Linked DNA regions of Sus scrofa: region 2 is linked to region 1. The links are chromatin contacts, called in public Hi-C maps. All regions are on one chromosome and are shown on one strand. Each heading gives the region's core, a stretch centred on a gene start, on an enhancer-like site or on the middle of the called end of the contact. The rest is flanking DNA. Distances are from core to core; before and after follow the strand shown.

The links. A called contact is a pair of places that touch in the nucleus more often than the background predicts.
Region 2: a contact with region 1 is called in a Hi-C map of skeletal muscle, with 2.9 times the contacts expected there. The contact joins the promoter of ZCCHC10 here to the promoter of LOC100524308 in region 1. A contact is called at or near these places in 3 of 47 Hi-C or Micro-C datasets (heart right ventricle and skeletal muscle) and 2 of 2 datasets of contacts at active chromatin or transcription factors (alveolar macrophages and skeletal muscle).

Annotation. Positions count from the first base shown.
Region 1 is chr2:135,182,125-135,187,984 of Sscrofa11.1, reverse strand. It overlaps LOC100524308 (cytochrome b-c1 complex subunit 8), which reads right to left and starts at 1,619. Exons shown (of 3, transcript XM_003354278.4): 1 at 1,480-1,619; 2 at 1,171-1,338; 3 at 1-218. The coding sequence starts at 1,324. The coding sequence ends at 124. It overlaps GDF9 (growth differentiation factor 9), which reads left to right and starts at 3,534. Exons shown (of 2, transcript NM_001001909.1): 1 at 3,534-3,930; 2 at 5,554-5,860. The coding sequence starts at 3,534.
Region 2 is chr2:135,303,656-135,309,531 of Sscrofa11.1, reverse strand. ZCCHC10 (zinc finger CCHC domain-containing protein 10) reads right to left here and starts at 3,678. Exons shown (of 4, transcript XM_003123930.3): 1 at 3,419-3,678. The coding sequence starts at 3,459.

The DNA.
Region 1 (5,860 bases), core at 370-2,869:
AACGCAAAATCGTAACAGTGCAGCCCATAGAAAGTTTATTGTGTCTTCAAGACACTACAATGTGGACTCTTCTCCCAGAGATGGGTCTTTCAGAGACAAGGAACCATCATCCTGATGAGTTGGTCATTTGTCATTTTCATAGGCAGCTGGATTCTTCCTCTTGGATTTCTCAAACTCCTGGGTTCCCCATGTGTAGACAAGATAAAACACTACAAATGCTATAAAAAGAATAAGAGTAAGCAGAAAACACACATAAGACACATGGGTCCCAGTCCTCTTATAACTCACAGTATATTCTGATTTCCTGCCTGTAATTTCTTTTTTTTTTTTGTCCTTTTGTTGTCTTTTTGTTGTTGTTTGTTATTGTTGCTATTTCTTGGGCCGCTCCCGCGGCATATGGAGGTTCCCAGGCTAGGGGTTGAATCGGAGCTGTAGCCGCCGGCCTACACCAGAGCCACAGCAACGCGGGATCCGAGCCGCGTCTGCAACCTGCACCACAGCTCACGGCAACGCCGGGTCGTTAACCCACTGAGCAAGGGCAGGGACCGAACCCGCAACCTCATGGTTCCTAGTCGGATTCGTTAACCACTGCGCCACGACGGGAACTTCTCCTGCCTGTAATTTCTAAGAAAACACTCTTAAAACAGATGATCAAGAAAGGTTACATTACACACCCATTTTGCAGGTATGTAAAAAGGGTTTACCCAGGAAAATGTGTGCCTATCCCTCCCCTGTTGCACTTTTTAAAATACTGAGATAACTGAGATAAAATTCACGTAACATGAACTTTATCATTTAACCATTTTGAAATATATTTCTATAGGTAGCAAAGTCACAAAGATGTGCAATTATCCTATTAGCTGCACCCTTAATACAAAACAGTTCAGCGCTAAGGGAAAAGTGGGTAAAGGTGACCTCAGAGGAAGACGTTGGCGTCCCAAGTGACCTTGGACCAGTCATATAAGTTCTATGTGACTCACCCCTGTCATCTGGAAGATGGGGACGATGATATGACCAGTTCAAGGGCCTTCAGGAATATTCAACGAGAAAACGTGTGTACAGAGAGCTGCAGAGTGCCTACTCGTAGCAGAGCACTGAGGGGACCCGCAGTTCCCACTGTGACTAGGAGTCCAGCTCCCCCCCCACCGCCCGCCCAGCCAGGACACTCACGCGGCGCAACACGAAGGATGCACGCCCGAGTGCGGCGCAGCACATTGGGGATGCCCTTAGTGAAGTAGTGCGGGAAGGCGCGCTGCTCGAAGGGCGACAAGCTGTAGGTGATCACATGGCGCATCCGCGTCAGATGCCCAAACTCGCGACCCATGATCGCACCTGCGCCTGCAAGACGGAAAGACAACAAGCGCTGGGTTCAGGCTCCGGATGCGCCGTCCCCAACCCGAGGTCCTCCCCAAAGCTCCTGATCCCTCCCGGGGCCACCGAGACCGAGCAACCGGACCCTACTCTCCAAACCGAGGTCACCTCGCCCTCCACAGGACGGGATTCACCGGCTTCCGCCTGCCACTTCCGGTAGGATCGGGCGCTGCGCAAGGAGGCGGTGAGGTCACTTCCGGGAGGACCCATTCCCGGCGTTCTCCAGGGGAAGGCGCCATTGCTTCCAGTGTGGGAGTTAAGTACCCCCTTCAGGTGACGTGTGATGGACGGCGCCTGCCCGGGGTCCGGGCAGAGCACGGCTGAGCGGGCGCTGGAGCTCCGGCGTGGCTCAAGGTTTTCCTCGGGCCTCACCTCTCCCGGAAGACGCAAGAAGCGGCCGGAAACGAGCGGACTAAGAGTCGGAGAGCAAGGGGCCCGCCGACCTCAAGCGCCGCGCTGGCAGCGCGCTTAGGGCCCGGCGTCATCGCGCGGTGGAGAGCGCCCCTGAGGTCGAAGGAAGTCCAGCCGCCTTGCACCTGACGCGAGGTTTTACACGGTCTTGTTCTGTAGCAGGATCGGGGCTCGTTTATGTTCAGACCCTTCGAGACTCCAGGACACGAATCAGGGACACGAATCTGGGGCTTCTCTTGGCAATCTGGATTATATTTCACTGGTAGGGTGTAGGTTTTCCCGAGAGAGAATAAAAACGTTTCCTTAAACTCAGCCACGGGAGACCTCAAATAATTGTCCAGCAACTGATGAACTGCTGTTAGTGGTGGCAAGAGGCGACCTCCATAGCCCCCGCTCCCCCACCCCGACAGAGTTCAGCCTAGAGCGGGATGTCACGTGACCCACAATTCATTCCATTTCCAAGGAAGGGAGGCAGGAATGTTGCAGGTGATGCCGTTTTTTGTTTTTGTTTTTGTTTGGAAAATGCTTTCTACTTAAGGCGGCTACTGCCGCCCTGTACAGCTGACTGACTTTTTCATTTGATGCAGCGTATCTGTGAATGTTCCGTACACGGAATTGCTGGTCATATGTCATTTAAGACCAAGCTCGTTTTCAGCAGTTTGGTTGTGTTTTATAACCCTTCCTAACCAAGGGCCAGGGAGGCTGAACAGGCGATAAACCTAAAATTTACAGATATACCTCGGTTTTATCAGCCTAGGTACTGAATAGACGGCTTCTTTATCTTGTACCTTGAGTGTACTCAGCTATTTAAGGTGCAGCCTTGTCTTCTTTCTCTAAAACATTATCTCTAACCTAATCTCAGACCAGAGGCAAGAACATACTTGAAACAGATGAAAACACAAATACCCTAGAAAATTCTCCCACCTTCTGGACGATCGATGAAAAATAAAACTTTGATTTTCCAGCACCTGAAAATATCTAAACCTTTCAACTAAAAGTATGTATAGATAAATGTGGAAAGTAAAGACATCAAGATACTACATTTTAAAATGTCAGGATCAAAGGTGACGTCCTACTTTTTAAAGCATGTTGCAGTCTTCCAATTATACATCCTTCCTAAGCTCCTTTTCAGAACTAGGGAACTTAACAGTTCTCTGCTCTCTGGAATTTCAGTGCCAGTTGTGACTTTCACCCTCCGAAGTAACTTGCAGTAAATAATTATTCTAAGCACCTGGAAGCGGAGAGGTGGTGAGAATGAAAGGAGTAAACCTAATACCATAAATTGCATACCAACAGATCTGCGTATCATCATGAATAATAAATTAGCTTTTCCGCATGTCATGGGAATTTCAGCAAGCACCTAAGAAACGTTTTAAGAATCCTAATCTCTCACAAAAAAATTGGTGTTTTTAAGGTCATTCCTTAATTCCTCTTAGCCTTTCAGCTGCACAGCTAGTCGATTAGTATAGCAACTTGAGATGTTTAAGTAAATCTCAGGGGAAAAGGGAGACCGAAGCTGAATAACCAAGTAAATCTGTATCTAATTAGGACAAATTGAATAAATAGGGTGTTATAGCCGACACACAGCTGATAAAAATTATCTTCAGCTAGGCATCCTTGAGGTCTGATTACAGAAATGAACCTAGCCCACCCACACACCTAAAATTTATTTAAGAAACCAACCTTTGCTCTTCCTGGTTTTTAAGAAGACTGGTATGGGGAAATGTGTTCCCTGCTAGTTCTTCCAAACTATGGCGCTTCCCAGAAAATTCTTCCTTTGTTTTTGCTGCTTTGCCTTGTTCTGTTTTCCTGTTAGCTGTGGTTCTCAGGCTTCTAGAAGAGAAGCTCACTTTGCAACTAGTGCTGTGTTGGAATCTGAGGCTGAGCCTTGGTCCTTGCTGCGGCCTCCAGATGAGAGACACAGATCTGGCCTCCCTTCCCCCCTCTTCAATGTTCTGTATGATGGGCATGGGGGGTTGCCCAGGCTGCAGCCAGACTCCAGAGCTTTGCGCTACATGAAGAGGCTGTATAAAACATATGCTACCAAGGAGGGGATCCCCAAAGCCAACAGAAGTCACCTCTACAACACTGTCCGGCTCTTCACACCCTGTGCCCAGCATAAGCAGGCTCCTGGGGACCAGGTGACAGGTGTGTAGGAGTATATGGCTTAATGGGTGGAGGGAGACAAAGGGTCTGCATTTCAATTGCTGAAAGAAGCTGGGCCTTGCTCCTTGACTTGTGTTGTACTTTGTGATACTCAATATCCAAATACAAGCAAATGCGGTACTTGATCTTGTTGTTTTTGCCCAATGCTCCCGTGAGTTAAGGTGGGCTAATATGATGCAATTTTAGAGCTAGAAGAGACTTGGAGTTCCTGTTGTGGCTTGGCAGTAAGGAACCCATCTAGTATCTGAGGATATGGGTTCGAACCCTGGCCCCACTCAGTGGGTTAAGGATCCGGCATTACTGTGAGCTGCGGAACTGTAGGTCACAGACGCAGCTCCAGTTCTACCCCTAGCTTGGGAACTTCAATATGCCGCTGTGGCCTTGATAAAAGAAAAAAAAAGACTTAGTGGCTCTAAAGGCTGGGGAAAGTGCTGACAGAGGTGAGCGTGTTGTCCAGGATCACAAGTCAAGACTGGAAATGAGGTATTTTGATTTCCATTTGCTTATTTTTCCTATTCTACCAAATGCTGGCATGGAAATGTGCCTAAAATCTCAGCTGTTGGTCTGCTTTATTAAATTGGATATTTTCCTCATGTTTGTTGCTTTCTGTGAGGAGAAAGCTTAAGTCCCCATGTGGAACAGTCGATCCTTAGAAGAACAAAGTGTTCATCAGTGATCTTACGTGAGTGTGAGAAGGGAGCAGCGCTATTAAAAGGAAAAAAAAACTATATTCACTAACCCGAAACTGAAAACCCTTGTAACCCAGCCGTTCGTATGTAGCTATTTAAAATCCCCCTTCCTTAAAGTCCTGTATTGTTATAGTAGGTTTAGAATCTCCATTTGTTGTCAATCTCAAGTGTTCTAAATCAACTTAGACAATTAAGTCTTCTTTGATTCAGTTGTAAGGACTTAAGAGTGTTTTCTTAACAAGTCTGGTGTTTGTTTTGTCTCTTTGCTTTTTCTAGGGCCACTCCGCAGCATATGGAGGTTCCCAGGCTAGGGGTCGAATCGGAGCTGTAGCCAAAAGCCTACGCCAGAGCCACAGCAACACCGGATCCGAGCTGCGTCTGCGACCTACACCACAGCTCGTGGCAGCACTGGATCCTTAACCCACTGAGCAAGGCCAGGGATCGAACCCGCTACCTCTTGGTTCCCAGTTGGATTCGTTAACCACTGAGCCATGACGGGATCTCCACAAGCCTGGCGTCTTTATTATAGTTTTTTTTAAAGACTCTCCAGGAGAAAAATGCTGGGTTTTTTGTTTTGTTTTGTTTTTGTTTGTTTCAGCCTTCTCTATGTTTGGAGCAAATTATTAAGATTCTGAAACTTCAGAGCGTAACAATTTCCTGTTTTAATTCACCACCACCCAAGCTGTTGTGAATTTCTGGTGATAAAGTATCCAGCTGTAAGTGCTAGGACTTAATTACAGTACTAATTTCCTGCGTTTTCTTAACCTCCATCCCACCCCCACTTTTGAGGCCTGAGGAAGTGGGAAAAGAAAGGGTTCACGAAAGCACAGTCTGAGGAACTAATTCCTTGGTTTGACTTTTGATTTTGTTTGATTTGTCTCCAGCATTACCGGTGGATTCTCTTTTTTCTTCTCAGGAACCCTTCCATCAGGGGACCTGCGGTTTAACCTGGATCGTGTTACTGCTGTTGAACATTTACTCAAGTCAGTCTTGTTATACACGTGGAACAACTCCATTTCTTTTCCCTCCCCTGTTAAATGTGAGTGCAGCCTGGTGGTAAAAGAACCAGAGCTTTCTAACAAGACTCTGCCTAAAGCTCCATACTCATTTACCTTGAACTCACCATTCACATTTCAAAAGAAACATAAATGGATTGAGATTGATGTGACGGCCATCCTTCAGCCCCTAGTGGTCTCCAACAAGAGAGAGATTCACATGTCCAT
Region 2 (5,876 bases), core at 2,429-4,928, 120 kb before region 1:
TAAATAAAAAATGTAAATGATTATCCAGAAAATCCCTAAGAATCCAAAATAGAGCTACGAGAACAAATACATGAGTTTATTAAGATCACAAGATAGAAGGTCCATATAGAAAAGTCAAAATACTAGCAACAAACAATTGGAAATTAAAATTTTTACAAAAAATACCATTACAATATTTACTTTACCCTTGTTAAATTCCTTCTTGTTAGACTCAACATAGAGTTCTAGCCTGTCAAGAACTTTTTGGATCGGGATTCAGTCATCCATTGTATTAGTTATCCCTCTCAGCTTTGTGTCCACTGCAGGTTTGATAAATATGCTAATGTGTCCTCATCCAAGTCATTTATAAAAATGCTGACAAGACCAAACTCAGGACCAGACTCTGCAGGCCATCATGAGATGCCGCTACATATTCATTAAACCCATTACACAATATTCTTTGTCCATGATGTTCAATGGATCTACCTAATTGTCCTGTTTTGTTCAGGGATACCCTGAGAGACTCTCCAAAGTGCCTTACTGAAATATAAATACATAAAAGGTAACAAGGCACATCATCTGTAATGATGTGATACCTGGTGATTTTGGCTTTTCTTTCTGAGTGGATCCAGCCAGATTTTGCCTGGAATGGATGTCAAGTTCACTGGTCTAGTTTGTGGAATCTACTATTCACACTATGAAAATCAAAACAGCATTTGCCTACATCCAATCCTTCAGCACCACTTCTGTCTGCCAGAGTTCCTCAGATTACCAGCAGCAGCACAGCCGTCTCACCTGGAAAATCTCTGGTATGTTGGGGAGCAAATACCTGGGCCAAGTGCCTTAAACATATTCAGACTGGATTAGGACTCTATAACCTAGTCCTCAAGTTTACTGGGTTTCACTTCTACTCTTCTCATTCTGCATATAATTGTGTTTAAGTCTGATTCAAAGTTAGGTTCCTGAAAGATGTTCTGAATGGGAAGTTCAAAATTTCCTCTTTTCCTCCAAAGACTTTTAAAAAAAGAATGTCAATAGTACTTTCTCGTATATAACCTGTAGTTTAAAAGTGTTCTTATGAAAGTGATATATGCTCTTTATAAATAAAATTAAATCTTTTTTTTTTCACTGCTCCTGTAGCATGTGGAAGTTCCTGGGCAAGGGACTGAACACATGCCACAGCCATGACCCAAGCACAGCAGTGACAATGCTGGATCCTTAACCTCCTAGGCCACCAGGGAACTTACAAAGTTAAATCTTTTTGATAAATATAAAATGCAAAGTAAATGCTCCTATTCTGCCTTCCCCTCACCCCCAAAAATACTGGACTGCCCTTGCCTCTAAAGGGTCTCCCTCTCTGACTACTTGGGGACTCCTGACAGTCTGTAAACCATGACATGTTTTATTACACACCATGTTTGCTTCCCAGTAAGACCAAAACCTCCTAAAGCTGAGTTGTCTTTTACTTCGGTGAAGCTCATGTACTACATAAAGACACACTGCAAAAATGGAACATTTGTTTAATTCTGTGATACTTCCAAAACGTATGCTAAAAGTACTAGAAGTCTTACTTTCACTTCATATTTACAGTGGATATTGGTTGGTTTTGTCACTCTAGCAATCATTACCTCCTCTGACCAAACTACCACCACCACTGAGCTCTTCTTTGGCTTATAAAGATCCGTTCAATTATGCTAGGAAAAAAAATGATATCCAAATCAATCATAGCTTCATAATCCCATAGACCTGGTTCAGGGAAGGGCATAGAACCCAACCTAGACAGTGAGATGCTATCAACTTGAAGCTGAGAGGACATAAAGGACCCTAAATACAACAGCCTCTTAGGACCAAAGGAGTGAATCTATCCAAGTATGGAACCAACACACAAAAGAACAAACCTGAGAGTGAGAGATTAGACCCTGGTGACATTATTAGGCACACACCTATTAAGTACTGTCACTCCATTCTTAATCTCAGAACCATTTGACTTCAAAGTGCCCTTCCTCCAGCCAGCATACTACTTACTCTGATTCCCTAAGTCTTTATCCTTACGCTCAAGGGACTCTTTTCATGGGGCATGAGAGGAAGAGTCTGAAGAAAGGGAGACGTGGATGATCAGAGTTCTTAAAATAAAAAAATATAAATATAAAAAGAAATATAAACATACATTCGAGCAGACTGTGGGCAATAAATGAGAAAATGGTGAGGGCAAAAATGGCTGAGAGTGAAAAAGCGGCAGACAGTTAAGTGTGCAGGTTAGAAGAAGAAAAAAAGACTACAAGAAAGGGGCATCTGGGGAGTTCTCTTGTGGCACAGCGGGTTTAGGAAGCATTGTCACTGCAGTGGCCCAGATGGCTACTGTGGGCTCAGGTTCCATCCCTGGTCCTCGAACTTCCACATGCCTCAGACATGGCCAAAAAAAAAAAAACACGTTGGGGGGCATCCGGCATGAACTCCCTCATTATCTCCTCACTGCAAACCTCTTGTTGCGCGCCCTTTCACTAGCTCATTAGCTACAACTGGCCATCTTTCGGTTCTTAAAAACGAAGTTCTTTCCTGTCTCAAGGTATCTACTCCAGTCTAGATGCTCTTTCCTTTAGTCCTCTCAGGACTGGCTCCTTTCTCACACTTCAGATCTCTTCCAATGCCACAGAAACATTTCTTCAGAAAAGTCTTTCCTGGCCAACCAACCAAACGTGGATCTTTCTCTTTCCATCACCTCTTATTTCCTCTTCAAAGCTCTTATCAACTGTATTTACGTAAAATGTTTAGTTTATCGACTCCACCAACAGAATGTAAGCTTTCTGAAAGCAGAGGTTTTGCCTTGAACACTTCTTTTTCCTCATACCCCAAACTTGACATAGAATGATAGGCAATGCTTATTAAATTCTGCTGAAGAGAATGAACGGCAGAAAGTGAGAAGATAGTTCGGGAAAAAGTCGGCGTCGTAGTCAGCTGTTTCTAGGGAAGGTAACAGGAAGGGAGCAGGTAAAGCCAGATGGGCTGGAGGCCCTCACAGGAAGCGGAAGGTTTACGTCGGCGAGAAAAGGGGGTGTTGGATGAGGGCTGCAAGCTTCTCCCTGTCACGCGTGGGGTGGGCGGCTAACTTGTCAAAGGGGCATCAATCGCTTAGTGACCAACTCCGGGGCGTCCCGTAACCGGGAGCCAAACGCTAAACTCTCTTCAGACACCCCTAGGTCCCGCCTAGCGGTCCTACTCAGCCGTCGTCCACGAAATCGCTAGTCCACCGGACATCAAACTTAACGCCCGGGCCCCAGCCCCTTGCGGGGAGGCAACGTATGAGAAAAACGGCACCTTCGGCCGAGTCACAAAGAGGATCTGACACTGGCCCAGCATCCCGGCGCCCGCTCACCAGCTGGCTGACGCGCTTCTCCCCGCCCCCAGCCCGCCCCGCGGCCCGACTCCGGCCCTCACTTACGCTTGTCTCCGGGCTATGAGCCGATGCATGGGAGTCGCCATCTTAGCGCAGCTGACGCCCGCCGCGCAGGATTTTGGGAAGTTCCTCCAAGGGGGCGGGGCCTTCGAACCCTGGAGGCTGTCGGCGTGGGCGGAGCTAGTCCCGCCTGGCGAGTCGCGGGGGCAGCTTCTGGGGCAAGTAGGGGGTTGGGCCTGTGTCGGGCCCTTGTTTGAGGAAGAGGAGTGAGGTCGGTTGTCTCTTCTGAACAAGGCTTTTGAAGGGTGGGGTCATGTAATTGCTAGGAGAGACAGGGAAGAACATTCTCCAATGAGGTGTTGATCTGTTCCTTCCCTTTTCTTTTTTCACCTGTGGAATATGGAAGTTCCGAGGCTAGGAGGTCAAATCCTGGCTGCAGCTGCCGGCCTACGACACCGCAACTGGGAACCCAAGCCACGTCTGGAACCTATACCGCACCTCACATGGCAGCGTAGGATCCTTAACCCACTGATGGAGGCTAGGGCTCGAACCCGTGTCCTCTTGGATACTAGTCAGTTTCAGTTATTGCTTAGCCAGGGGGAACTCCTGGTCATCTTTATACACAAATGAATTTTTATATATAAATGAATGAAACTGCAGTGTTGAAGAAACTAGAAGTTGTCTGGAGAGCAAAGTGAAAAACAATGAGTTAAACAAGAGTAAGACCATCAGATGAGGAGTTCCCGTCAGTGGCTCAGCGGGTTATGAAACCAACTAGTATCCATGAGGATGCTGGGTTCAATCCCTGACCTTGTTCAGTGGGTTAAGGATCCTGTGTTGCCTCTGCTGCGGTGTAGATCAAAGATGTGGTTCAGATCCAGTGTGGCTGTGGCGTGGGCTGGCAGCTGCAGTTTGCATTCAACCCCCAGCTGGGGAACTTATATATGCCGCAGGTGCGGCTTTAACAAAACAAAACAAAACAAAAAAACCGTCCATTGAAAAATGCTGACCTTATCAAACCATCAAGTGCAATATATGTTAATTACTTACATTTTTATGTATATCATAGTGATGTTATAAGGGTATAGGTAAATTTGATTTGTCAACTGGAAAGAGTAACAAATATTAATTATTTAAGGATATTTTAGCATTTAATGACAGATCATGGAGGTTTAGTCTCCTAAATCCATTTTGTACAAATTTTTTTTTCTTTTGTCTTTTTGCCTATTTCTTGGGCCGCTCCCTTGGCATATGGAGGTTCCCAGGCTAAGGGTCCAATCGGAGCTGTAGCCGCTGGCCTATGCCAGAGCCACAGCAACGTGGGATCCAAGCTTCATCTGCAACCTACACCACAGCTCACAGCAACGCCGGATCCTTAACTCACTGAACGAGATCAGGGATCGAATCCGCAACCTCATGGTTCCTAGTCGGATTCATTAACCGCTGAGCCACGACGGGAACTCCGATTTTGTACCAATTTAATTCATTTAGACATTCTGTTTTCTTCCAAAGATCTGCTTGTGCCAGTATTTGTATGGCTTTGATTTCCATAGTTTATTTTTAGACTATTTTGATGTCTGGTAGGTCAAGTCTCTCCTAAATAATTCTAGTTCTCCTCAATTCTCTTTATTGCTCTTAAACATTCATTTTTCTAGATGAAGTTTGTTCTCAAATTTTCAAGTTTTCCACAAAACAATATTAAGATGTATTTGTCAACGAATTTTAAAGGAAATTGCACTACAGCAAATGTGAAAAGGCAAGAGAGAGTAAGATAAAACAAATAGGAGGAAGCAATTATTACTATTATTACTATTATATATTTTTAGGGCCACACCCTTGGCACATGGAAGTTCCTAGGGTAGGGCTCTAAATGGAGCTGTAGCTGCCGACTTACACCACAGTCACAGTCAGGCTGAATCTAAGCCAGATGTGCAACCTACACCACAGCTCACACCAACCCTGGATCCTTAACCCACTGAAAGAGCCCGGGGATGAAACCCTCGTCCTCATGGATACTAGCTGGTTTTGTTCCCACTGAGCCATGAGGGGAACTCCCAGGAAGCAAGTATTACTATAATTATTATTACAAGTTACTTGGATTATAGATAATAAATGCTATTAGAGCACATTGATAAATCCCCAGCACTGGATCTTACTCCCAAAAATTCTGGACAAAATCAAAAATGAAAACCATAGAACTGCTAGGTAACTTCTGTTACATGGACATTGTGGTATACACTTGATAAAACAATTCCCTTTCTTAAGAAGTCCTGAGAGTACTCTGGAAAGATGATTTCCGTACTAGGCAAAGCCATAATAAAAGCCTAGGGTCACAAAACCGATGTAACTAGATACTCGCAAGGAAAGTCATGCCTAACTATTTAGCTCACTTGAAGGGAATCAGTGAGTATGTGGACACACACTCATTCATGCAAAATTTAACAGCTAGTACTAAGAACCTGTCTTTGTCCTCCTCTGAGGATTCATAGGCTATTAATAAACC